Regions from separate parts of the Mus musculus genome. Here region 2 is linked to region 1. Evidence: chromatin contacts called from public HiChIP or PLAC-seq data. All regions are on one chromosome and are shown on one strand. The core of a region is the stretch at or near the end of the contact, and the rest is flanking DNA. Distances in the headings are between cores, read along the strand shown. Region 1 has its middle 73 kb from the start of Gm40746. Region 2 overlaps Gm33377 (a long non-coding RNA gene).

Region 1 (5,855 bases), core at 1,229-3,728:
GAAACTTCATTGCTCTTGTAGAGAACAGAATTTGGTTCCCAGTGCCCACATCTGTCAGTTTACCAAGGCTTCTAACTCCAGCTCACAGGGATCTGATGCCCTCTGCTGGTGACCAAGGGGACCTGTACCATGTTCACTTACCCACATGTGCTCGCAAACAGACAAACAAACAAATCCAAACCAAAAATAAGCCTTAAACCATCATAAAAGCACTTCATTTAGCATATACTATATTTTAGGCAGTGTCCCTCAGTAAGCCCAAGATGGTAACACTAATATTTTTCTGTATAGATATATTATTAGTTTTAAAAGGTCAAGTACATAGTTCAACTAATCAGTGACAGAGGTGTAGCTTAGTATGTTTATCTGACTTCCATGGCTCTCAGTTATTCTACTGCGAGCATTTGTCAAAAGGAGACTAGGAGTGATCAGTCAGGATGTGTAAAGGCAGTGCCTGCCCCGTGCATAAAAACCCTCTGAGATTTACATGAACATCAATGACTATGTAATGTCGCCCAGTCCCCCATTCAAAGACACACAGCGAGGACCATGTTCATGTTTCCACAGTTGTTAGGGCAGGACCTTTATGGCACTACTTCTTGCAAGCTATTAGACTTCGAAGTGTTGAAGCCCAATGTACAAATATCAAGCTAATTTCCCTTACTGCCTCACTAACAGATCTGTTTTTTGAGTTTTGTTTTTTTAATTTTTGTTGTTATTTTGTTTTGACATGGGGTTTTTCTATGTTGCCCTGGCAGTCCTGGAACTCGCTCTGTAGACCAGGCTATCCCCAAACTCAGAGATTCGCCTGCCTCTGCCTTCTGAGTGCTGGGACTAAAGGTGTGTGCCACCACACCTGGTTTTGTTTTCGAGTTTTACAAGGAAATTTAAAAACAAATTTTAGGCCAGGGACTCCTCAGAGTTAAGCTAACTTTGCTAAACCTTGAATTGTTTTAAATGATTTCTTCCTGATGTGTGTGTGTGTGTGTGTGTGTGTGTGTGTGTGTGTGTGTGTGTGTGGCACAGCGGTTAGATGAACGGAAATGTTTCTTTTCTCTCTTTCTGCACCTTTCCCTTAGGTTCTGTGATACAGTTTGATTTCACGGCTTCTCAGCCACACGTGTCTAATTAGGAGGCCCAGGATGGTGCTACGCATTGCTGATGATCTATCTGTATGCTTTCCCTCTTCTTTAATTTTAGCCCCAGGAAGGTTTTAACTCCCATGATTCTTTCTTCTTCCCTGTGGCCTCTGCTTGCATCAGAATTAGTCCCAAGAGTTCCCTACACAGTAGAGACAAAAGAAACTCACAGAAAATGCAGAGATGACAGGAGCTGCTGATCCCAGTACAAGCATCCCAGGGGGAATACATCTTTTAGATGCTGTCAGAAAATTGAAAAAACAAACAAAACGACAATCCGAAACCAACCCACAACAAAAAAACTACAAGACAGATAAGGAGCCACCATTCCAAATACCTTCATTTTTCAGTTTCAGAACAGTCCAGAAGAATTAAATGACTTGACCAAGACTATCTTTTAGGGCGCCTAAGATAAGGCTGGAGCATCCTGGTGTAAAAATCCAGAAATCTCATCTTTTGTTTCAAAGCCCTTTCTAAAGTCCATGCTGGAGGCCCTCCTTGTCACCACTCCAAGCGAGGCTAAAGAGGGTTCCTTCACTGATAAATACTTCAGGAACCCTCATTGTCACCTCCCTGAGTCCAAGATGAGACCCACAAGACCTTATAACCATCAGGTGTGATGCTGGAGGCCTGAGTGTCGATGTTTGTACCAGATGCAAATATTTAAAAAGAATTTTACATCATGTGGAAGTGTAAATGAATTATTTATTCTAGCTAGCCCATATAAAAGACACAAAATCCTGGTTTTTTTTTTTTTTTTTTTTTTTTTTTTTTTTTTTTTTTTTTTACAAGCTGTAAGCCCAGATCGGGCAGGTTGTGAGCTATTCTAACTTACATCTCAGTCATGTCCCTTGTTACTTGCTGTTTGAGTCTCTCAGGGTTCTTCCTTCTCCATCAGTCTGTCGTGGGGGAAGCATTTCACTCAGGCATGTGCTCCTAGTCCTTCCTATCTAATGGAGACATCCTGTTCTCTTCTTCTTCCTCTGACTCCCTCTTCCTCCTCTCTCTCTCCTCGTGACCTCTACCTGCTACCTCCAGCCCAATAACTGAAATTCCTCTCTCTGTTCTCCCTAGTAATTGGCTGTAGCCACTTTTATTTAACCAATAGCCTTAAGTTGGGGAGCAATGTTTACACAATAAAGGCTGGTGTGCAGGGGAATTTGCTTGTCTGTGGCAACCTGGTCTTGTGGTATAGACTTTAGCATTTGAATAGACAGCATCAGACCAACTCTCAACATGGAAGTTTGAGCAAAAGGGGCCTTTCTAATCAAGCCTTGGGACTGCTGTTGTAGTCTCCAGTCATGAGTGAATTAGTGGTACCTGTTGGAAGACACAGTGCATAAGGTACAATCCCAAAGAAGGCTTAATGATTTACAAAGACAACACTGTACACTAACAAGAACAGGAATTCTAATTGAAATCTAACAATAGCAAGAAAAAGAAATTCAGAGAAAGGTAAACTTAACTCTCCAGAGGTGGCCAGACAGCATTCTGACAAATATTTCACAGTCAGAAAAGCCCAGATTTCTGTTTAAAATTTTCCATTTGTGTGAACATTTTCACGATGACTGACCTTGGCCCTCTGGTGTAATGTTACAATAAGCTGACATGAGCAGAGGGGTGTGTCACTGGCTTTCTATTGCTTGTGTAAGCTGACTGTAGTACTTGCATAAGAGTCAACAGAGAATGTTCTATAGGCAACATGAGAACTGCATATGGAATGGAAACACACACACACACACACACACATTCATACACCCCAGAAATTTACCAGGCAGTCTAAATGTAGTAGGACATTCTAGAATAAAAATCACAATGGCAGGGAAATAGCTTTTAAATTAAAAAAAAACTAAGAATAAGACATGTTCCTATATTTTAAGCTAATTTCAAGACTACTAAATTTACATACTGTTAATCAAGCATGTAAGTAATAACATTTTATAAAGACCTTTTATATAGTTAAGTTTCTTTTTCTTAATCAACACTTAATGCAAATGTCTGTGGTAGTTAATAAGACTTGATTACTTCCTGTAGGCACTTATTGAGTCTATAGAAGTATCTTCTGGATGAGAAGAAACTGATAGGATATTTGCAGCCTCAGTTGTTGATGTTTATTGACTGATAACTTTAATTATTGTGACAATGTTAGAATAGTTTAAAGTAGGACTGTTAATTTTTCAATCTTCTCTTATTATGAACAAAGGAAAGTATTTATGTAGCACATACTTCAAAGGTTATTATAATACCAAAATTTGGGAGAAGCCTGCGAGTCCAAGAATATGGGATGGCTAAGTGAACTCTATACATACACATTTGAATATATAGCATTGCACTAAATGGCCATGTAGTAAGATGGAAGATGTTTGTTATATAACATTTATGGGAAATCATAGGTCATAAGTTTGCTTATATTTTGAATAGTTGGAGAGGAACAAATTATTTGCTTAATTGTCACTATGCTTCCATTTGAGTAGATGCTCATAAAGTTTATGTTATTGAGATCTTAAGCTCAGAAGAAATGATTTGAAAGTGTGAAATGACCAAGACTAACCTGAAGATGGAATTTATTTATTTATTTATTTATTTATTTATTTATTTGGTCTGGAGAGCTTTTTAAAATGAGCATTTTAAATCAGACCAGCTCGGGAAAGCATGTTGGACCCAGATATGGAAAGATTTGACAGATCCCAGCTTTATCCTACTGAAAACAAGAAGTTAATTTTGCACAGGGAGTTATTCTATGGTCTTAGTATGGAGAAGAGAAATACAGAAGAGCGTTCATCAACCGCTCTCCACCATAGAGCGATGTGTGTGAGCACAGCAAATGAAGCCTAAAGAGTACCAGCTCCAGATTTTGCCTGTTCATTTCCTTGAAGATCTTTGTGATGTGACCAGAGAGTATCAGAGGGGAAGAAAGACGTTCCCTCTGGATTGCTTCAGGAACGTCAATGAGACAGATAGCACAACTGTTAGAAACACTGGATTTTAGAAAGGACTGCTGAATTAAATCAGCCTATGTATGTGGTAACTTCAGAATGGCAGGAAGGAAATGTTTCGCACTGGGGAAGAGGTTTTGTCTTTGTTTCAATGATAAAAGGAAAACTATGGATTCCAATCAAAATGAGCCTGACTGAGCGACACCTCCTGAAGATCTAGATTCTGTAATGACATGAAGGAAGAAGCCAAGAACAGCAAACAGGTAAAGTATATGCTGATCCCCGTACATGGGAACAGCTCTGTGACTGACTGAGACAAGACTGTCTCCAGCCAGGACTTCAGCTATGGATAGCCAATAAATCATGTTAGCTACTGAGTCCTCAAGACTTATCATGCCATCCTTTCAAATGGCATGGGGGAAATTTATATTATGGTTTGTCTATACAGTCCAAACAGTCTTATAAAGATAGATGCCTTTTTTTCTGCTTGAATGTAGAACAAAGAATCATCTTTAGGTAAGTTGTGTACACCTCACATTCCATACATGTGATAATGCAAAATGTATATCACCTTAGAAAGTTTATGTTTTCAGAGCAAAAGGACCAGACACCAAAGAAGATATGACAAATAACCCAAATAACCCAGATGGTTCAACATCACAGACTGCCTCCAATGCTGTGTCCTCAAAAATCTACATCCAGAACAACTTCTATACAGCTAACTAGATCGTCCAGCATAATAAATGGTTCCAGCCAGGACTCCAGTTAAGCCCTGAACTTTCCCATCACACAGAGACTGAACAGCAAATATTATAGCTAGCTTTCATAGGGCTTGGCCAATATCCCAATTTTCTTAGGGTCCCAAAAAAGGAACATTGCCCCCAGTCAGCAGGATGCAATTTTATGATAATGACATCCTAGTCCCAAAAACGTGAGGAAGATAGTTTTGGATGTTTGGTGGGTGATGGATGTTTGTTTTCATTTTAGGGGAGTTGGTTACAAGTTGTTGATGGTTCTGGTCAGGGAGGAAACAAACTCAGGGATCTCTTTTCCTCTTTTCCCTCTTTCTTTTTCTTTCCTCTATCCTTCTTTTTCTCCTATCTAGTGTTAGAGGAAGGGGGGAGGGAGAATAAAAGGAAAAAGAGGAAGAGATAGGAATGATATGATAATATTATTGAATCTATTTTTAACATAAAGAACAACAACAAGCCAAATATATTTACATAGGTATGGGTCTTTGTATATTGATACAAACTTAAGGTTATTTTTGTTATAATATAATATAACAAAATATAATATAAATGTATGTATATATTTATGTTTCAACTTTATTTAAAGTACTATCTCTATACAATTCATTTAAAATGTAATGTGAAGTTCTAGTCTTTGAAACTGTTTAGGATAATTTAAAAGCTGCAAGTTAGTAGTCAATCAAATTTATGATGCTGGGCAGTGGTGGCGCACACCTTTGGTCCCAGCACTTGGGAGGCAGAGGTAGGCGGATTTCTGAGTTTGAGGCCAGCCTGGTCTACAGAGTGAGTTCCAGGACAGCCAAGGCTATACAGAGAAACCTTGTCTCGAAAACAAAACAAAACAAAACAAAACAAAACAAAACAACACAACAAATTTATGATCATGTTAGATACTAGTCTGGTTAATTACAGAAATATGTTTCCCAGATTGACCCAATAGTGGATAGAGTAGATAACTAGAAACAAACAAAAATGCTTCCCTCCCATATTCTCTGAGAAGCAATGTGATTTGCTGCAATCTCATGAGT
Region 2 (5,855 bases), core at 2,137-4,636, 240 kb before region 1:
TTAAACTTATCTATTTGCTTTACACCCTGACCACAACTTCCCCTCCCTCAATTCCTCCCAGGCCTCCCTCACACTCCACTCTCCTCCCTTTCTCTTCAGAAGAGGGGAGCGCCCATGGAGATCGACTTGGCACATCAAGCTGCAGTAAGACTAGGTACAACTTCTATTGAGGCTAGGTGAGGCAGCCCGGGTGTGTGTGTGTGTGTGTGGGGGGGGGGGGATCCCAAAGGCAGGCAACAGAGACAACCCTGCTCTCATTGTTAGAAGTCTCACATGACACCCAGTTTTCTATTGGGATGCCTGCATTTCTGAAGGCCCTCATGGAGATATGCTACATCAGGAAGAAGTTGCTGTAGGAAAATAACAAAGGTCACTAGTGCTCTATTCTCTTCAAGAACACATTCATATGTTGCCCTAAAAATACCTATTTGTCCTTTGGCATTTGTGGCAGTCATCATGCTGTGACCGGTTGTGACATGTCCAAGCTCATGACAGAATGGCCCTTCCTGTCCTCCTTGAAGTGGCACGGGCCACTGACTTGCTTTGGCCCATGGAATATAAGGAGTGGGAACAGGCTAGGTAGAGATACCCTACCCTCCCCCAAGAATGCCATTATGAAGTTTGGTGATCTGTAAGGACCTGACATTGCAAATTTGAAGACAAAGGAGAAGCTGGGCTAGAGATGCCTATTAGAGTCTTCCAGGAAGTTAGACAGACCAACAGGTTTGTGATTTGCCTGAAGCCAACCCTCTGAGGCCTCAGAAAGGGAGCCCCTCTCTGGCAATTCAGTGCTCTGTATTTAGAGTGGATACTCAACTGAACCTTGTTTGAGTTACCTTGGGCTCTTACCTGGATACTAAAGTAACCATTTATGGAACACTTGTACTGCACACATTTCCCAAGTGCTTTATTGATCTTGTGTGACTTAATTCTCACAATAAACACAAAGAGTTATTCCTATCTTAAAGGTCAGAGCTGAGACTTAATAAGGTCAAACGGCTACTGAGCTGGGAATCAGGGCTCTAAAGTCATGGCTGCCTGGTGTCAACTTCTTATGCCATTAGCCACTAGGAAAACCAGCTGAATTTATTTTACCTGTGTGTTACGGTGTATGTTTGTAAAATATCTTTTTTCACTTTATCAAAAGCTGATTCTATGACTCTATGCTGTCCATTGGAGGAAGGATAAAGCAAAAGGGTGTGGTTCCCAGGGAGTCTACAGCACACCCCCAAGATCTCTGCTCCAGAATGCTCACCTTTGTGAAGTGCTTGCTCAGAGTATAGGTAGATAGAACCCCTGGCTCGCCTCTAACCGCAGGAATGAGGTGTGACTCCAGTGATTGTATAAAGTCATGTGATACTCTTCCTTCCTAGTGGACCCACTCGGAGGTCTCAGAGGCAACAGCAGATTCCAAAGAAGTGAGTCTACTTACTATGACTTTAATAGCAAGGAAGTAAATTCAGTAACTTGGGGAATTACAGAGGCAAGTCCTTCTCAGCTGAGGATGCCAACTTGATCAGCTGCATCTTTGTTTTCATCCTGCTAAGGCTTGAAGAAGAGGTTTTAGCTAAGATAATGGACCCATAAGAGTTAAGATGTAATCAGGAAAAACTGTTTCAAGTGGCTGTTCGTGACAACTTGTTATACAATGGCAAACAAAAGCAGGGTCATGGGGTGGGTTAGCTCAGTTGGTAAAATGCTTGTTTCACAAGCACGAGGACCTGAGTTCAATTCCCAAACCCGCATGAAGTTGCGCAGGACCATGGTGTGCATTTGTGATCCCAGCACTGAGGAGGCAGAGGCAGGAGGATTTCTGGAGCTTCCTGGCCAGATACTTTCTCCAGAGTTTCTGAGGATGTCCTCTGGCCTCCACACTCACAACAGTCACACAAACACATCCACTCACATACACAATGCCATACATGCACATACATACACGCGTTGAAAAAGGAAACAAAACCCAGGCCATCAGTTTAATACACACACACACACACACACACACACACACACACACATACACACGTATCTTACTCAATAAATTAGGTAGGAACTAGGGTTCTAAGGAGGATGAAGACCTGGTGAAGTCAGTTTAGGAGAACCCTCCTCCAGGAGTGACAGGGAGAACCCTTCTGGCCTACTTCTCTTTCTTCTCTGTCCAGCACTGCCATGCGCAACTGGTCCCATAACTGATCCTGGTTCTCAAGCTTTCAGTGAAAAACAGCAATGGGAGGAATATCTTCATCTTCTAGAGCTGACAAACTTCATCACACACACACACACACACACACACACACACACACATAATACAGATTACTATCCCAGGAGACCCAGTATCTGATGAGGGGCACCGCCTCTCACTTGACTTCCACAGTAGAATCAGGTCTCTTTTATAAGAGTCTTATTTAGGAAAGTGGCTTCCTCACGACTTAATGACATCCAAAAGCCCCCCCCCCCCAAATACCATCACCTGTGTGTGTTTGTAGGGGGTGGGGAATATAAAGATTTCAGTATAAATTGGCAGGGATATAGGCACCCAGTCATTACAAAGGGCTTGAGCCTTTTCCACTGTGATCCTTAGAGGAAAATGAAGGACCATGTTCTGGCTATATGGATGAAGATAAACAAAACAAACCTGTGCCTTTTTAAAAAAATAAAATAACTACTTGGCTGTTAGAGTCTTTCTGTCTCCTCTTTGGTACTATATTCTCTGAGCCTTGGAGACATTGAAGTATGAGGTTTGTTGGAAAGATGAGAGGGGAATGGGGCATGAAAACTACCTAAAATCACTATATCAATGTATGAAATTTCCTACAATAAGTAAAGGGCTCTTAGGAACAGATGGAGAAAGAAAATAATTAGATAGATTGGGAAATGTAGAAAATACATAGGTGCGCACGCACACACACACATACACACCCCTAAACTAAAGCCTGTTGATCCCGTTCTTTGTATGTTCTGTGTTTTATTACACCAGGAGCTTCTGTTGCGTGGATATATTACCAGAGAGCCCTTGTGTTTATTTTAGTTGATAAGAATCGAGGTCCAAAAGACATCTCAGTGGGTTGCCCCACCTTCAGGATGAGAGAGAAAAGAAGAAAATTCCATCAGGCGGTCCCCTTATCAGAAAAGAAAGTTTGCTAGCACCAGGAGTTGGAAACTGCAGGTTAAAGGCTAAATTCCTTTGGATTCAATGTAACAATGAAGCTTTTTATAAAAACTAAAGAACAAAGTTTGCAGTTAAATAAATAGGATGGGCTGATTGCAGCCTCCAGCCTCTGTCCCCCTTGCTGTGTCATGTCTGTGCTGGCTGAAGCCTCTAGTGCTTGCACACTGGTCTCAGTGGAGATTAGGGTGGGGAGCACATTCCGGGCAGAGAGGCCAGAGAGAGACAGACAGCATTCCAGCTCCATGAGCCTCCTGCCACTCCAGCACTCCTCTGAAGGGTAGAGGGCACAGGCTTCACACGCTCTGCGGCAGCAGGCAAGGGAGGCAAAGGTGGCATTCCTGTATTTTATTACATGGCTTTTGCACGAGCAACTTCACCTGTCAAAACACGATGAGAAAAATAAAATGGAAAGAGATGGAAGGCGAAAGAGGCTGGAACAGAGGGGCAAGGGGTGAACTGAACCGGGGCCCCAAACGCAATTGGAAATGTCTGAGTGTATTTCATTCTGCAACTGTTCGTCTCTTGGATGGCGTGTGTGTGCATGTGCGTGTGCACACATGTGTGTATGTGTGTCTGTCTGTGTGTGTATATGGGTGAATGTGTGTATGTAATCATGTGTGTGTGTATGCATGTGTGTTTGCCTGTGTGTATGTGTGTACATGTGAGTGTGTGTTTATGTGCATGAGTGTGTGTATGCATGTGTATGTGTGTATGGGTATGTGTATACCTATGCGTGTGTGTATATGTCCACATGTGTGTATGTGTGTATATGCGTGTCTCTGTGTGTGTATGTGTATACCTACATGTGTGAGTGTGTGTATACCTACGTGTGAGTTTATGTGTATGTATGTGAGTGCATGCATGTGTATATAAGTGTGTACATGTATGTGTTTATATGTGTGTGTATGAGTGTGTGTGTGTGCATGTATGTGTGTATATGTGTGTGTGTGAGTGAGTGTATGTGTGTGTGTTTATATTTATCTTCTAAAATTAGCAAAAATGTGCCTGTAGACTAATGTGCTTGTTAAACTACTGCCTTGGATAAATACAATCAGAAGTAACTAATTTCTACACAGCAGATATCAACACAGTAGTGTGGATTGAATGTGTCTCCTGAAGCTCACATCTTAGAAGCAGACATCAGTGGTTTTAGGAGGTGGGTTCTTTGGAAAATAGTTAGGCTAGGATGAGCTCATGATTCTGAGGGCCCTGCAGTGGTAGAACAGCATGGGGAGGAGAGAGTTCTGAGTTAGCAGGCTTGCTCTATCTGACCCTGTGATGACTTCCAACAACCACAGCAGGAAGCAGCAAGAGGGCTCTTCCATATACCAGCCCCTGCCTGGGGTCACAGCCTCCTAAGCTAGGAGCGAAGCAAACCTTTATTCTTTCTAAAGTAGCCTTGTCTGCAGTGCGCAGTTATAGCAACAGCAAGTGGCCTGAGATATATACTAACTTGCTTTCATTACTAGATTTACCTAATGATGTCCAGCTTTTTAAAGATACAATTTTGGACCAGTAAGATGGCTCAGTAGGTAGAGGGGCTTGCTGCACATGCCTGAAGACTTGAGCTCAATTCTTAGAATCAGGGTAGAGGTCTAGAGAGCCAACTCTACACGTGAACCAAGCGAGTGTACCCACCTCTGTCCAGATCTCTCTCTGTCTCTGTCTCTGTCTCTGTCTCTCTCTTACACACACACATCCTTCATCACAATATACACAATCATAATTTTTAAAATATAGTTGTATAAATGAAATCCTTTTTCATATTCTTCTCATCTAGTAGCCTGAGCATTTGCTCATTTCTTCTCTCTGTGAAGCTTCAGAACTTTCACTTTTTATTTATTTCTTTTTTCTTTTTTTTTTTTTTTTAAATTCATTTTAAGACGAGGGTTTGCTGTGCATCCCACACTGGCCTGAAACTCACCACCATGTAGCCCAGGCTGGTCTTGAACTTTCAATCCTTCCTCTATCTTCCCGATGCTGGGATTATTGGTCCTGTGCCACCATGGCCTGCTAGGGAGGAAGTTTTTACTTGACTTCGGAACCCCTTCTGTAGAAACTCCCAGCTTCCCGCTCAAAGGCAGGAATGGCCATCATGATGTTGTCTGCTTGAAAGTGTGAAGCGACAGTGGGACTTCACGGGGAGCCATGGATGATAGTGGGACTTCACGGGGAGCCATGGGATGATAGTGGGACTTCACAGGGAGCCATGGGATGATAGTGGGACTTCACAGGGAGCCATAGGACGACAGTGGGACTTCACGGGGAGCCATGGGACGACAGTGGGACTTCACGGGGAGCCATGGGACGACAGTGGGACTTCACGGGGAGCCATGGGATGACAGTGGGACTTCACGGGGAGCCATGGGATGACAGTGGGACTTCACGGGGAGCCATGGGATGATAGTGGGACTTCACGGGGAGCCATGGGATGATAGTGGGACTTCACGGGGAGCCGTGGGCTTGTTCTCTGGCTTACCTTCCTCTGCTTACCTTCCTACTTGCCAAGTAAAGAAAAAGACTTGGGGACATGGGAGCTGATGTTTCTTTGTTTCTTAGCTTGTCTTGACAGTTTCAAGGATATTCAAATAGTCGAGGTTTTCTCTCAGTACAGTAAGTAGAGCATCTGTCCGATACACAGTGTCAAGATGAGTATTTTCACTCTCGTTCATATGAGACAGAATTTTTT

The links. HiChIP or PLAC-seq counts read pairs in DNA pulled down with a chosen protein or histone mark.
Region 2: an H3K27ac HiChIP or PLAC-seq map of embryonic stem cells shows a contact between it and region 1, with 5 times the contacts expected there. The contact joins two enhancer-like sites. A contact is called at or near these places in 2 of 484 Hi-C or Micro-C datasets (both in embryonic stem cells), 2 of 115 datasets of contacts at active chromatin or transcription factors (both in embryonic stem cells) and 1 of 9 other capture datasets (embryonic stem cells).

The regions. Positions count from the first base shown.
Region 1 is chr10:96,105,258-96,111,112 of GRCm38.p6, forward strand. No RefSeq gene overlaps it. Among named protein-coding and RNA genes, the nearest start is that of Gm40746, 73 kb to the right of the region's middle. Within about 2 kb of position 2,479, at least 9 of the 459 cell types and tissues checked have an H3K27ac peak or open chromatin away from gene starts, as enhancers often do. A contact at or near this core is called in embryonic stem cells, where this site is marked.
Region 2 is chr10:95,861,550-95,867,404 of GRCm38.p6, forward strand. The region is part of intron 3 of Gm33377 (a long non-coding RNA gene); the gene reads left to right. Among named protein-coding and RNA genes, the nearest start is that of Gm33543, 22 kb to the left of the region's middle. Within about 2 kb of position 3,387, at least 57 of the 459 cell types and tissues checked have an H3K27ac peak or open chromatin away from gene starts, as enhancers often do. A contact at or near this core is called in embryonic stem cells, where this site is marked.